3 separate regions of the Ovis aries genome follow, and regions 1 and 3 are each linked to region 2. A link is a contact called in public Hi-C data. All regions are on one chromosome and are shown on one strand. Each heading gives the region's core, a stretch centred on a gene start, on an enhancer-like site or on the middle of the called end of the contact. The rest is flanking DNA. Distances are from core to core; before and after follow the strand shown.

Evidence for each region. Hi-C and Micro-C count contacts between places; a contact is called where the count stands out from the background.
Region 1: a contact with region 2 is called in a Hi-C map of liver, with 3 times the contacts expected there. The contact joins the promoter of GADD45A here to the enhancer-like site in region 2. A contact is called at or near these places in 5 of 16 Hi-C or Micro-C datasets (liver, muscle, skin fibroblasts and 1 more).
Region 3: a contact with region 2 is called in a Hi-C map of liver, with 8 times the contacts expected there. The contact joins two enhancer-like sites. A contact is called at or near these places in 14 of 16 Hi-C or Micro-C datasets (blood, hypothalamus, liver and 6 more).

Annotation. Positions count from the first base shown.
Region 1 is chr1:43,323,128-43,327,319 of ARS-UI_Ramb_v3.0, reverse strand. GADD45A (growth arrest and DNA damage inducible alpha) reads right to left here and starts at 2,469. Exons shown (of 4, transcript XM_004002064.4): 1 at 2,197-2,469; 2 at 1,564-1,665; 3 at 1,079-1,316; 4 at 1-20. The coding sequence starts at 2,240. All of the region lies in intron 3 of LOC132659276 (a long non-coding RNA gene), which reads left to right.
Region 2 is chr1:43,183,096-43,187,184 of ARS-UI_Ramb_v3.0, reverse strand. All of the region lies in intron 3 of LOC132659276 (a long non-coding RNA gene), which reads left to right. Among named protein-coding and RNA genes, the nearest start is that of SERBP1, 110 kb to the right of the region's middle. Within about 2 kb of position 1,519, at least 3 of the 54 cell types and tissues checked have an H3K27ac peak or open chromatin away from gene starts, as enhancers often do. A contact at or near this core is called in liver, where this site is marked.
Region 3 is chr1:43,403,549-43,407,542 of ARS-UI_Ramb_v3.0, reverse strand. The region is part of intron 2 of GNG12 (G protein subunit gamma 12); the gene reads left to right. Among named protein-coding and RNA genes, the nearest start is that of GNG12, 75 kb to the left of the region's middle. Within about 2 kb of position 2,637, at least 3 of the 54 cell types and tissues checked have an H3K27ac peak or open chromatin away from gene starts, as enhancers often do. A contact at or near this core is called in liver, where this site is marked.

The DNA.
Region 1 (4,192 bases), core at 1,220-3,719, 140 kb before region 2:
CACTGTGATGAATGCGGATTCTGGGAACAAATTTAGAGAAAACAAAATTACTATTTTTTAAAAAATCAGACTTTGCTACTAATTACAATACTTCTGAGGGGAAGACGCTTGAACATTCTATACTTTGGCAGTGTTACAGACCACTTAAAACCATTAAAAAATTTTTTCCAGGTAGTTGGGTTTCCTGCAAAATCATTAAGGGTAATTCTCTACAAAGCTATACTCTGCAAAGTCTGAACACATGCAACTAACTGAGTCATATATATGTTTTCATATTTATTCAGTTTTTACCTGAGAGTATTATTCATAGGCTTGTCCTACCAAACTTGTACCTTGGTGGACACCTGAGAAATACTTCAGTGCTGGGCTACCAGGAGTTTAGAGCTGCAGAGCAGTTAACTAAAACTGCCACCTGTTATCCTCCCAAAAGAGAGAGTAGTATTTTTCAGGAGTAGCAAAATAATGAGGCTGCCACTTAAGGAGATCAAACTGTTCCAAAATGTAAAACACAAAACAATCACATTTATCTCTGTAAATACAAGTTATCTACCTTTCAAAGGTTTTTAAGGGGGCATGGGGGCATTTAAAAAACTTCAAGACCACAAAGAAAAAATTTCCACTCTATCCTCTTAATGTATTTCTAGGGAATTAATGAGGTCTGTCTCCTACACCATTTCTATTTTTAGCTCTGACTGGCAGAGAATGAAGCTGACTCCTTAATGAGGGTGAGCCAGGAATTTATTTGGCTTTATCTAATCTGCCCTGCTAAAGGAATTAGTCACGGGAGGTAGTGCAGATGTAGGTAGGGAGTAGCTGGACTGACAATGCTGAGTCACAAGGATCTCTTCCGCTTCTGGCAGCCTCCAACGTGCTTAGACACGTTCTGTCCCAGAGAAAATCCCCATGATGAAACTAGCACATCTCGGCTGAAAGTCCAGCCACACGCTTTAATGGGGCAAAGGCTCCCGTCTCTTAACCCTCGCCCATTTCAGATCTGGAGTCAGGCGACTCTCAGCACTCACGAACTTCCTGCCAGGACTCTAACCTCGAGCTGCCCGCAAGTCCCCTTCTCCCTTACCGTCACCAGCACGCAGTGCAGGTCCGGGGGCTGCTCTGCGCCCTCGCTGGCTGCGGGGCCCGCATCGGTCTCCAGGAGCAAGAGTTCGGCCAGCCGGCCCGGGTTGCTGACACGCAGGATGTCGATATCATTCTCGCAGCAGAATGCCTGGATCAGGGTGAAGTGGATCTGCAGAGCCACGTCCCTGTCGTCGTCCTCGTCCGCCGCCAGCAGGCACAGCACCACGTTATCCGGGTCGCTGCGGGCAGGGAACGAACGGGCTGGTGAGCCCAAAGGCAAGCCCCGCCGCGTGGCAGCCTGCACCCCCCGCCCAGGTGTCAGGGGTCGCGCCCGGGTCCGCTCACTCCCCCTGGGACAAGTAGCCACGGGACAGATGGCACGCGGCAGGAAGTGGCGCTGCAGGGCGAGGGGAGACCAGTGAAAGCGACCTTCTCTGGCTAGGGCGAACAGGAGAACCAAGAGGGTCACGCGAGGGCTCCACTTACACGTTGAGCAGCTTGGCCGCCTCGTACACCCCGACGGTGATGGTGCGCTGACTCAGGGCTTTGCTGAGCACTTCCTCGAGGGCATCCCCCACCTTATCCATCCTACACGCGGGAAGAAGCAAGGGGATCCCGTCACACTAAGCCCCTCCGGGTAGTCGCCGCCTCCTCGCCCTGCACCGCGACCCTCCCAACCGAGGGCACGCGCAATAGCGCCCCTCGACCTTTTGCAAACCAGGACTCCCTGGGATATCATCCCCTTCCCCCCATAACCCTTACGCCCAGAGGCCCGGCATCCTGTGAGCAGCCCCGAGAGTGACATCCGCCACCCTTTCCCTAGTGCTCTACTAGTCCTTGGCGCTGGGTGCAGCCACAGGCTGTCGGCCGCAAGAGCTGCACGGGCAGGGACGGTCACGTCTGCCGTTTGCAAAGCCTCGAGGGGCTCGACCGGCGTGCGGGGTACGCTCTTCCCGTCCACGCGCGCCTCCGGAGTGTTCCAGAGGAAGAAAGGCGGGATAGGAGGTACCCGCTGCAAACTTTGAACCACTCGCTCCCCATTAACCTTGCATAGCCCAGCAGCACCGGAGTGCGCGCAGGAGGCAAGCAGAGTTCTGGCAGAGGCTCTGGCCGACTTACCTTTCGGTCTTTTGCTCTCCAGCCGAGAATTCCTCCAAAGTCATATTGCAACTGCAGGTCGCCCACAGAGAGAGAGCGGCGTGCGAGCTGCTCCTGCCACCGGCGGCGCGCGGGCGCCTGCTTTCCACACTCCCCTGCAGGCTCCTCCAGCGCCCGCCACCACCGCGCCGTCCGCCCCTCCCGCCCCGCTCGCTCGCTTGCTCGTTAGTCGGCTCTCAGCAGCCCACTCGCCGCTAACCACGACACTAACTCCACAGCTGCCCCACAGCCACTGAAGGACAAAGGCCCCGCTCCCAGGAGTTATCCTGCCAACCCCCAGCCAACCACCATCCTCTTCATTTGCATACGCGCAGCCATTGGGCTATGCAAATCAGCCTGTTCAGACAATTTGACCTCAGCTCCAGGAACCAGGCGGAGAGGAGCGGAAGAGGGAGGGGCCAGGAGGAAAAAGAGCCTAGGGGGCGCGGGCGGGCGGGGTTCCGAGCCTACTCTCACCCGGTAGGCGGGGCGGGTAGGAGCGGAGATCTTCGTAGGGGGGCGGGGAAAGGAGGGTGTCTTCAGCTTGGGCTGGAGCTGGCTGCCAAGTGTTTTTCTTGCTGGTGCGCTTTTTTTTTTTTAATTGTCGTTTCAAGTCTTTTGTTTTGGGGGGCTGCTATTAACATCTATTTTCAGGGTTAATGCACCCAAGTCTAGTAATTATTAGTACGCAGGTTATATAAAAAGAGTGTATCCAGACTTCTGGGGCAAAGTTTACCTCAGAAGTGTTGTTTATGTAAGTCTAAGCAAAGCTGCTTATTAGTAGTAGTATTATTTCGGTGCCCTGATGGCTGGTTTGATTTATTTTTGGAAACTTGCAAGGGTTGGAAGCTCAAAAAAGAAAAATCAACACATTTGTGTTTGGTGGTGGCAGGAAACCAAGTTGGAATCTTTTATGCAGAAAGCAGAAAGACTTCCCACCTGCCCAGGGTAACTGTGGAAAACTGAGTTCAGGAGGAGCTGGTTACTACATGTATAACCATTTTATCCTAGCCTCACAACCCCAATTCACCTTTCTCAGCCTTTCCCAAAGGAGGATCCTTCTGCAGGGCACCAGCTAAGAGACAAAAGTCTGACACCCACACAAGGCACACATCTAAACTCAAAATGCTCTGGATATGCCCTCAGCTTCCTTTCATAAGGCAAGTATGTCACTACCTTCCACAGGGGGCCTATGATCTCACTGTGAATTATTGATGTTAGTTGCTGAATCATGAAGTTGCCGCTATAGGTCCTTTTAGTCATAGGCTAAAATTTCACCTTTGAGATAATGGCAATCTGTGGGTGGAAAGAAAGTAGTAGTTCTACATTTTTGAAAAACAAAATTGAATGTAGAGTTTGAATCGGTTGAAAGTTCTTTGTATCATGAGTTTATGCAATAAATGCAAAAATATGTGTTAAACCTACTGAAGTCACCAAAAGTGGTAAAAAAAGAAAAAAAAATACTCCCATATGCTTGCTTTCAAAACAATGCTTGCATTTTTAAGGTCACTGTACAGACAAAGGTCACAGAAGTAATTTTCTGCTAAGTTACAAGGGAGTTTTTGTACCCGTATGTTCATATCATTCTAGACAAAATATTCTTCAGCTTTCTTGATCTTAATTTAGAGGAAAAGAAAAGTGATAGGTCAGGTTTTCTGGCTCATTTATTTGAGCTGCCATTTTGCACTTCATCTCTTAACTGCATTGTCAGCAAGGGACAAGTTTTGACTAAAGGAATGGTGCTGGTCTGTGGGTCATTTACCCAGAAATGTATGTTTCATATCCATACCTTAAATTCTAACATGTAGCGTCTTTTAAAGAATTCCTTTAAATTGGAATTTAGGTAGGTGCTGAAGCATTTTCAGTTTTGCAAACAAAACCTGAATTATGCAATCTGGCCTGAGTCATCATTTGGAGACTGTTGAACTCTGTTCTGTGGAACTCCAAGGTTCTACTCACTAGGTATTTCTTAGAGGTT
Region 2 (4,089 bases), core at 270-2,769:
TTATAGGGAGGTGTGTCAGTGGCGAGAGTTTTATAATTGACAGACTAGGGCTCAAATTTTAGCCTTGCTGTGTGACCTTGGGTAGATTGCTTAGCCTCCCTGAGCTTCCATTTTCTCAGGTGTAAAACTGAGATACAAGTGCCATCCTCAAAGTGTTGTTTTGGGAGAATTAAGAAGGACAGTAAGTGCTAAACTGAATGCCCAACATGTGGTAAAAGTACAATCCTGGTTGGCAGGATTATGGTTATTCTCACCATAGCTTTGTGAGGTGGGTCAGACCTGCTTTACAGGACTTAGAGCTCAAGGACACAGAGTGATCCACATGAGTGTCTCAGCCCATGGGGGCTCAAACTCTGGTTCTCCAGGCACCTAGCCTAGAGCCCTTTCCTCATTCCACATATAGGATGCATTCTCTTCTCTCTGCCAAAGTTGCAGACACTCAGCTGAAGCTCAGACTGCAGGGCTGGAGAAGGAGCCGGAGCAGAGGAAGCCACATCAGGGAGTGGATGTTCCACCAGTTAGACATGAGCTGGATGCCCGGAGCTCAGGAGCCTAAGGACCTAAACAGTGTTCGCAGCAGGGAGGCCCAGAGGGGTGTGTGAGGCTGAGGGCTTGGCAGTAAAGGACAGGCAGCCTAGCAAGCAGCCGGTGCAGGATGACTTGGGTAGCCATGCAGTGACTCAAGAGGCCAGAGGCTCGAGACAAGGACAAATATGAACTCAGAAACGGACAGAAATAGAGGGAGGAAAACTTGATGAGTGGCTCCAAGATCATGTTAATTCAGGATGGCACCTGGCTTCTGGGGTGTGACAAGTGAAAATCTCTGTCTGTGGTAGAGTCAGTTAAGATGGTCCTTTAGGGGCTTCCCTGATGCCTCAAGTGGTAAAGAATCCATCTGCCAATGCAGAAGACGGGGGTTCGATCCCTGGTCCAGGAAGATGCTCACATGCTGCGGAGCCACTAAGCCATGTGCCACAACAGTCGAGCCTATGCTCTAGAGCCTGGGCACCACAACTACTGAGCCCACGTGCCACCAGCACTGAAGTGCACGGGCCCTAGAGTCTGCGCTCTGCAACGAGAGAAGCCACTGCAATGAGAGGCCCACGCACTGCGACAAAAAGTAGCCCCCACTCGCCACAACCAGAGAAAAGCCTGCAAGCCATGAAGCCCCAGCGCAGCCATGAAGACCCAGCACAGCCAAAAAATATATAAATTATTTTTAAAAAAGATGCTCCTTTAGGATTCCTTCTTATGACAAAGAAAGAAAGTGTCTTTCCTTTCTTTGGCAAAACAAGCAATATTTCACAAATAGATTCCTCTAAGTCTGCAGTCAAGCAAGATTAGCTAGGAGAAGTCTGATTTGCTATGATTTGGTATGAGGTGCTCCGGATATCCATGTGGTGTCCACGTGGTGTCCACGTGTCCGTGCAGTACAAATAACCAGAATCTCTTTCAGCTTGTTTTCCAGAGAACCTGGAGTCATGTAATCTTAGCCTGGAAGGTCATCCAGCTCACATTTCCCTCCAGCAGATGAAGCTTCCCTTTCAAAGTGGTCTGAACACCTCTGGTGACAGGGAGCCAACTACTCCCCACCCAAAGTCAGCCCTTTACATATATGGACAGCTCTGAATTTTAGAAAAATGTTTCCTATTATATTCTTTAATGGCCAGTGACAGAAAAGCAAAACTGAACCTGTCATTAGCAAAAAATAAATTAACAAATAAATAAGGAATCCTCCGTGCAGTAAGCCTCTGATGTGCCACCCAGACAAAGGACTTTTAGCACCAGCTTCTGGACAGCTGCCAGCAGGCAAGCTTTAACTGGCAACCCCTTCAGGGACTGCTTCCCTGGAACTGTCTTCTTGGGACAACCCACAGCCAATGACTAATCGATTCCGGGGCACAGATGTCTGGGTCATCGCCACCTAGGTCTCACCCTGGGCTTGGCCGAAGCTGTCGTCAGAACTGCATTTGACTTGAGTCCCCGCCTCTGCTCCCTTCCTCAAAACATTCATCCCTAGGACACTCCTTAATGAACACCCTATACCCTAAGCTCTGCCTCAGAGTTCGCCTTCCAGGGAACAAAAGTGTGGCCTGCTGGCCCTCCTAACTGGCAGGTCTAGAGGACATCAGGCACGGCTAGCCCCAGGGGCCCTGGAGGAGTGAGCCAGGGCTTCCTGTCACCCCTTCTCTTGGTTGTGTGTGGCTTTGTCGCGACCTCACTTTTAGACACATCTGTGCAGCCTCACATCCAGTGGGGGGAGAAGCTTTTCCTCAGCAACTCCCTAGAAGTTCAAAATGTACTTCTCATTGAACGGATCTGGGTCACAAGCTGACTCTTGGATCAGTCACTGTGGGCAGGGAAGAGGGGGTAGGCTGATTCTCTTAGGCCAGAATCATACAATCACCTGGATGAAGGGATGGAGTCATCCGCCAACACATGAGGGCCAAGAGAAGGGGAGGGACGGTTCCATGAACAAGACGTGGGTTCTGTGACAAGAAGAAAGGAAGAAGACACCACACAGGCCAACGCCACACAGATCTACCACAATTGCCCCGTGCAAGAGTCCCGCCCACAGAGTCACACAGCCTCCTCCACAGGGACAGCCTGCGCATCTCCCCCCACAGCCTGACTGCCCCTCCACGCATCTCCCATCTTCTCTGGCATGGGTTGGTCCTGAACCCTCTCACCCCTCAGGGCATTTTCTTCTAAAAACCATCTCTTTTGTCTTTGGTTTCAAAGTGTGCTGCCCAGAACGAAATACTCTTGCTCTTAGAAGTATATCAGATAATCACTTCTCTCCTTTGGGACATTATACTTCTGTTAATGAAGTCCAGAAGCAAAAGAATGAGCTTGTCTTGGTGGACATAAAAATTTGCCTTCTAACAAGAAATATGGTTCTATTTGCCTGACACCTTGAGTTGCTTTCCCAAGTTCCAGTGTGGTCACATATCTTCTCATTCCACAGTTGTGTAGTTAAATTTTTGAATAATATGGCACATAATATGACAATTATATATATGTGTGTATGTGTGTATACATATATATATATATAGAGAGAGAGAGAGAGAGATTGGATATAGGAACTCATCCTGCTTTGACTTGGTATATTTTATATGACTCTCATGCATATGAAATTATATGCGTGAGAAAGATTACTGGACAAGAATCCTGGGTTCGAGCCCTGAGCACCAATACTTACAAGCTGTATGACCTTTGCTGATCACTTCATTACTCAGTCTACACTTAATCATACAGATATGAGTTTAAAATATCTATCTTGCATAAGTCATATATATCAAAATCAATTATCACATATGCTTTCAAAACTATATGTATATGCGTATATACAGTATAATGTGTTTTTTTATTATAAAATGTTTTTCTTTCTTTTAAGAAATGTTACAGTATAAAATGCTTCCTTACCATAGGTCACAGTTTAAAAATTTGAAGAAAAACATTCCTTCCTGGCCTATACCTGTCTTATTCACCATTGCATACACACACACAAACTGAAAGAAAGTTTCATGAACCAAAACCCCCTTTTGTTACCTATGAATAAAGAACAAATAATAAAGTTAAATAGCAAAAATAATTGTATTACTATTCAAATACAATTTAGAAACCTAATCCCCAAATAAATAATACAAAACTGCCAAAGGCTGCTCTAGCCCCATTACATTGATATCATAGCTCATTAGTAATCACAACCCAGACAAGGAGGAGGTGATTCCAGCAGAGTGCAGTACATTCAGGGTTGATGAAGCTACACCTCTGGGTACCACCTACAGTATGGAAGCCCCAGGGGGGACACCCAGCGGCAGGAGGTTGGAGCTGCAGAGGCTGGGGGTGAGAGAAGCCTGCACAGATGGGGGGAACTGCTGGCAGAAGGGTCTGAAGAGAGAAAAAGAGACCCCTGACCTCTCGCCACTACAGCACAAGAAAATGGAAGGTAATGTTTCCATCCTAAAATATTAAGGTGAGAACAGGTCATTGAACTGAAAGTTTGCAAGATAAAAACAAATAAACAAAAAAAAACCCCATTTTGACAAAAAATGCATGGATTCTTGTCAAAAATATTAAGTAGGA
Region 3 (3,994 bases), core at 1,388-3,887, 220 kb before region 2:
TGTCTTAGAAACTGTTACGCATTTTAGAGCATGATATTTTTACTTGTATTACTTTCATATTTCCATAGTTTGTTAAGGACTGCATGAGCTAATATTAATTCAGGATATAATATATATAGTAAGTGTTTGATTCCTGCTGCTGCTGCTAAGTCGCTTCAGTCGTGTCCGACTCTGTGTGACCCCATAGACGGCAGCCCAACAGGTTCCCCGTCCCTGGGATTCTCCAGGCAAGAACACTGGAGTGGGTTGCCATTTCCTTCTCCAGTGCATGAAAGTGAAAAGTGAAAGTGAAGTCACTCAGTCGTGTCCGACTCTTTGCGACCCCATGGACTGCAGCCTACCAGGCTCCTCCGTCCATGGGATTTTTCAGGCAATAGTACTGGAGTGGGGTGCCATCACCTTCTCCGGTTTGATTCCTACCAGTTATTATTAATAAGCATTGGTTAGCACAGTACATGAAGAGAAAGCACTGGATTCTTGGTCAAGTGACCTGCCTTCTAATCTAAACTTTACCCCAAAGGTCCTAGAAGTAAAGAGAAACAGAGCTGGAAAGAGGCCTTAGAAATTTTTTAGCATCTAGTCCAACAAGCTCCTTTTCATAAGCTTAGAAAGGTATAATGAACCTTGCAAAGGCTTATTAACCACAGCTTTCATGTCTTTTCATTCATTTTTAAAGCAAGAGTAGTAATCGCAGAGTAAACCCTTCATTTCTATTAACTAGTGTTGTCACGTTCTCAGTTTTATTATCTTCCTGTCCCATTGGACTATGAAGATAGACTTGTCCTCTTTGCTTATTGTCCTGTCCCCACTATCTGGCACAGTGATGAGCACACAGTAGGTGTCCAACCTGCATTTGTTGAATAATTGAAGGAAGCATCTTGCTGAAGATAGGATTTAGGCAGTCTGAATCAGAACCATGTCCTGATTCTAGGGTGCAGGCGCCTTTCCCTTTAACTTGAGGCAACCTGCTTCATTTTTCTGGGCTTCATTTCTCTGCGCACCTTGGATTTGATCATCAGGTACCCCCTGTTGTGAGAATGGGTGTCGTCTGCGGGCTTTTCACAAAGACCTGTGGTTGTGTGCTTGAAGGGCCACTAGGTGGCGGGGTTGGCCAAATAGCAGACAAAGGGGGAAGGAAAAAAATCGGATTGATTGCCCTACCAAGAGAACAGTAGGAGTGATCTGATACCCTTATACTCTTGGATGAGGTGGGAGGCTTGCCTTGAGAAGGAGGCAGGGATCCCAGGGTTTGTGTGCATGGACTTAGGAGCCAAGTGTGGGTTAGCTCTGCTCCTACCAACTAGACATCCTGAAACTTCCCTGGGGCCCTTGTTTCAGTGATGTCATGCATATAACATGCTCAGCACTTCTCCAGGGTGGGGAGGTGCTCTGCAAGGTTAGTAGCGATGAGTCTAGTTTTGATACCACTTTTGTGTTCCCTGCCAAGCCAAGTAGATGGGCTTGAGAAGCCTTTGCAGGAGAAGTCTGTGCCTTGCTCCCTGTTTCACAAAGCCAGAATTTAAAATATTCCCTTAAATGGAAAAGTGGATGGCATGTCAGTATCAAGTTAAAGGGAAGCCTAAAATATTTGGAGGGACATCAGGACTCCTGAGAGAGTCCCTGTGGTGCTTACTCAGCACAAAGCACAGTGTTTTGTGCATAAGTGGAACTCAGAGGGGAAGGGGATGATGGGGGATAGTGACAAAACGCCCTTTGCTCAAGTTGTTCAAAGAAAGAATTTGTTTCCTGGACTTTTATTCAGATCTGAGTGTCTTATTTTTAAAATAGTTTGGGGAGAATCTCCTAGGAATAACAGTGACTAGCATTTGTTACATAACTTACTATGTGCAAAGTATTGTGCTAAACACCATACATTTCATTATTCTATTTAATCCTTATAGCAACCCTATGAGGCTGGTTGGGTTATCATGCCCATTTTACTGATAAGGAAATTGAGGTGCAAAGACGATAATAATAATAGCAAACAGATATTGCCTACTTACTAGAGATCAAAAGTTACTCTAAGTGCTTTAAGTACCATACTTACAATCCTCCTCTAAGTCAGAGGCTATTATTACCTTCATTTTACAGAGAAGGCAACAGGTACAGAGAGGTTATATAACCTTGCCAAGGTCACATAGGGAGTGAATGGAAGTCAGAATACAAACCCCAACCCACGGATTCCAAAGTTGTTGGTTTGTTTACCATTGCACTATGCTGCCTCCCACAGTACATTGTATGCAGTAAGAGCTTGATAAGTGTTTGCTGAGTTGAACTATTCCACTCAGACTATAATTAGCCAACACAGAGAAGACTCCTTAAGGAAGAACTATACCGGTCTTCACACTCCCACCCAAAAACCACATTGGCCTCCATTATGGGGTATATATGCCGCTCCATGTGCTGAATTTTGCTCCTGACTTTTTGTCAGTAATAGGATATTCTTCCATTGGAACAGTCAGGAAAAGTCTGTCATCGTGACAAATGTTTCCAGGAAACTCTTCCGCAGGGAGCATCTCAGAGAACTTTATCTGCTTCACACTTTTCTGGCAAGCGTTTCTTGGGCTTGTTTGTTCTGCTGAGTGGTGTCCAGCCACATATTAGCTTCAAAAGGCCAGAGGGTTGCAGGGTGTCAAGCCAGCCCTGCACACCAAGCCGTCAGTGTGTGCTTAGGGCACCCAAGCGGGCCTGCTGCCCTGTCATGACACCTGGCTGGTGCTGGGGGATGTGAGCAGCAGAGGGGGCCTGCTGCCTCCGTTGCTGAGCTGGCCGCTGAGACCAGGCAGTCTTTTTTACTGTCATGGTGCCAGTGAGGTCTGAGAAAGGAAAGGACCTGGGTCTCTTCAGTCATGCTCTGGGTATAATAATTCAGTCCCAAGGGTTCGGCTGCTTGTTTTTTTATGTGTGTGTCACTGAAATAGGAAGCCCAAAAGAAGTTAGACTAAAACCTCCTCCTCTGACCTGTGACTCTGAGCACGGAGACTTGTTTCTGGAAGCCTCCGTCTGCTGCCGCTTCTCTGTACGTGAACTGTGCCGTCTTGCATCTTCTCAGAACTTCTCGGCATCTCTGAGGGCAGCGGTGGGAGGTGAACTGTAGGCCTCAGGTTCAATCTTTTCAAGGAAAGCAATGCTTCTGTCTCTGAATATTTCTCCCTTAAAACAGATTTTTTTTTTTTTCCATTGTAACAAAAATTATGCATGTCACAGGAGACAGAGAGTTTGGAACTGTTGAATGGGAGGTGACAGTCCACAGAGCAAGGTCCCCAAGCAGGCAGAGGCGGAAGTTTGAGAGCACAGGTAGAAAGGCTCCCATTTGTCATTGCTCCCTTGTCTCCACCACCTGTCACCTTCTGGCCATGTTGGTCCTTCGCTCACCTTTCCAAGGTGCAGTTGGAAGTGGGTGGATGTCTGCTGTGTCATTAACAGAGCTACCGGACACGCGTGAGGCAGGGGAAGTGGAAGTGAGGCCAGAGGCGATGCTGGGCTCCTGTGGGTGTTTTCCTCTCTCCTGTCTGGGGCAGCACTTCCTGCCTGTTCTCACGTAGGAACATCGTATCAGGGTAGGGAGAAAGATGCCCACAGCTCCAGACTCTGGACAGTCAGGCCCTGCTCGGCCACCTGGGGCTGGGGCACACCTGAACCTTAACCCAGGGGTGCTGCTTGAGAGGCTCTGAGCTACAGGATCATCACCCTCAAAGTCATCATCAGATTATCCCTATGCTCATTATCCACGACTCTTAATTTACCAAACCCTTTTGCTGCCAGAAGTTGGAAATTCAAGGCAGGTGTTTGATTTTTAGAGATTCTGAGGTCCAGCCCTTTCGTGGGACCTTCAAAAAAAACTGAGGGTCAAAGAGGCTTGAGCTGGGTCACCTTGTTGGGACCAGAACCATCGTTGTGCACACGAAACTGTGGGATCAGTGTGAATGAGGAGGCATGACATCACACACACATGCATGTGTGCACACGTTTACATCAGTACATACACATATAC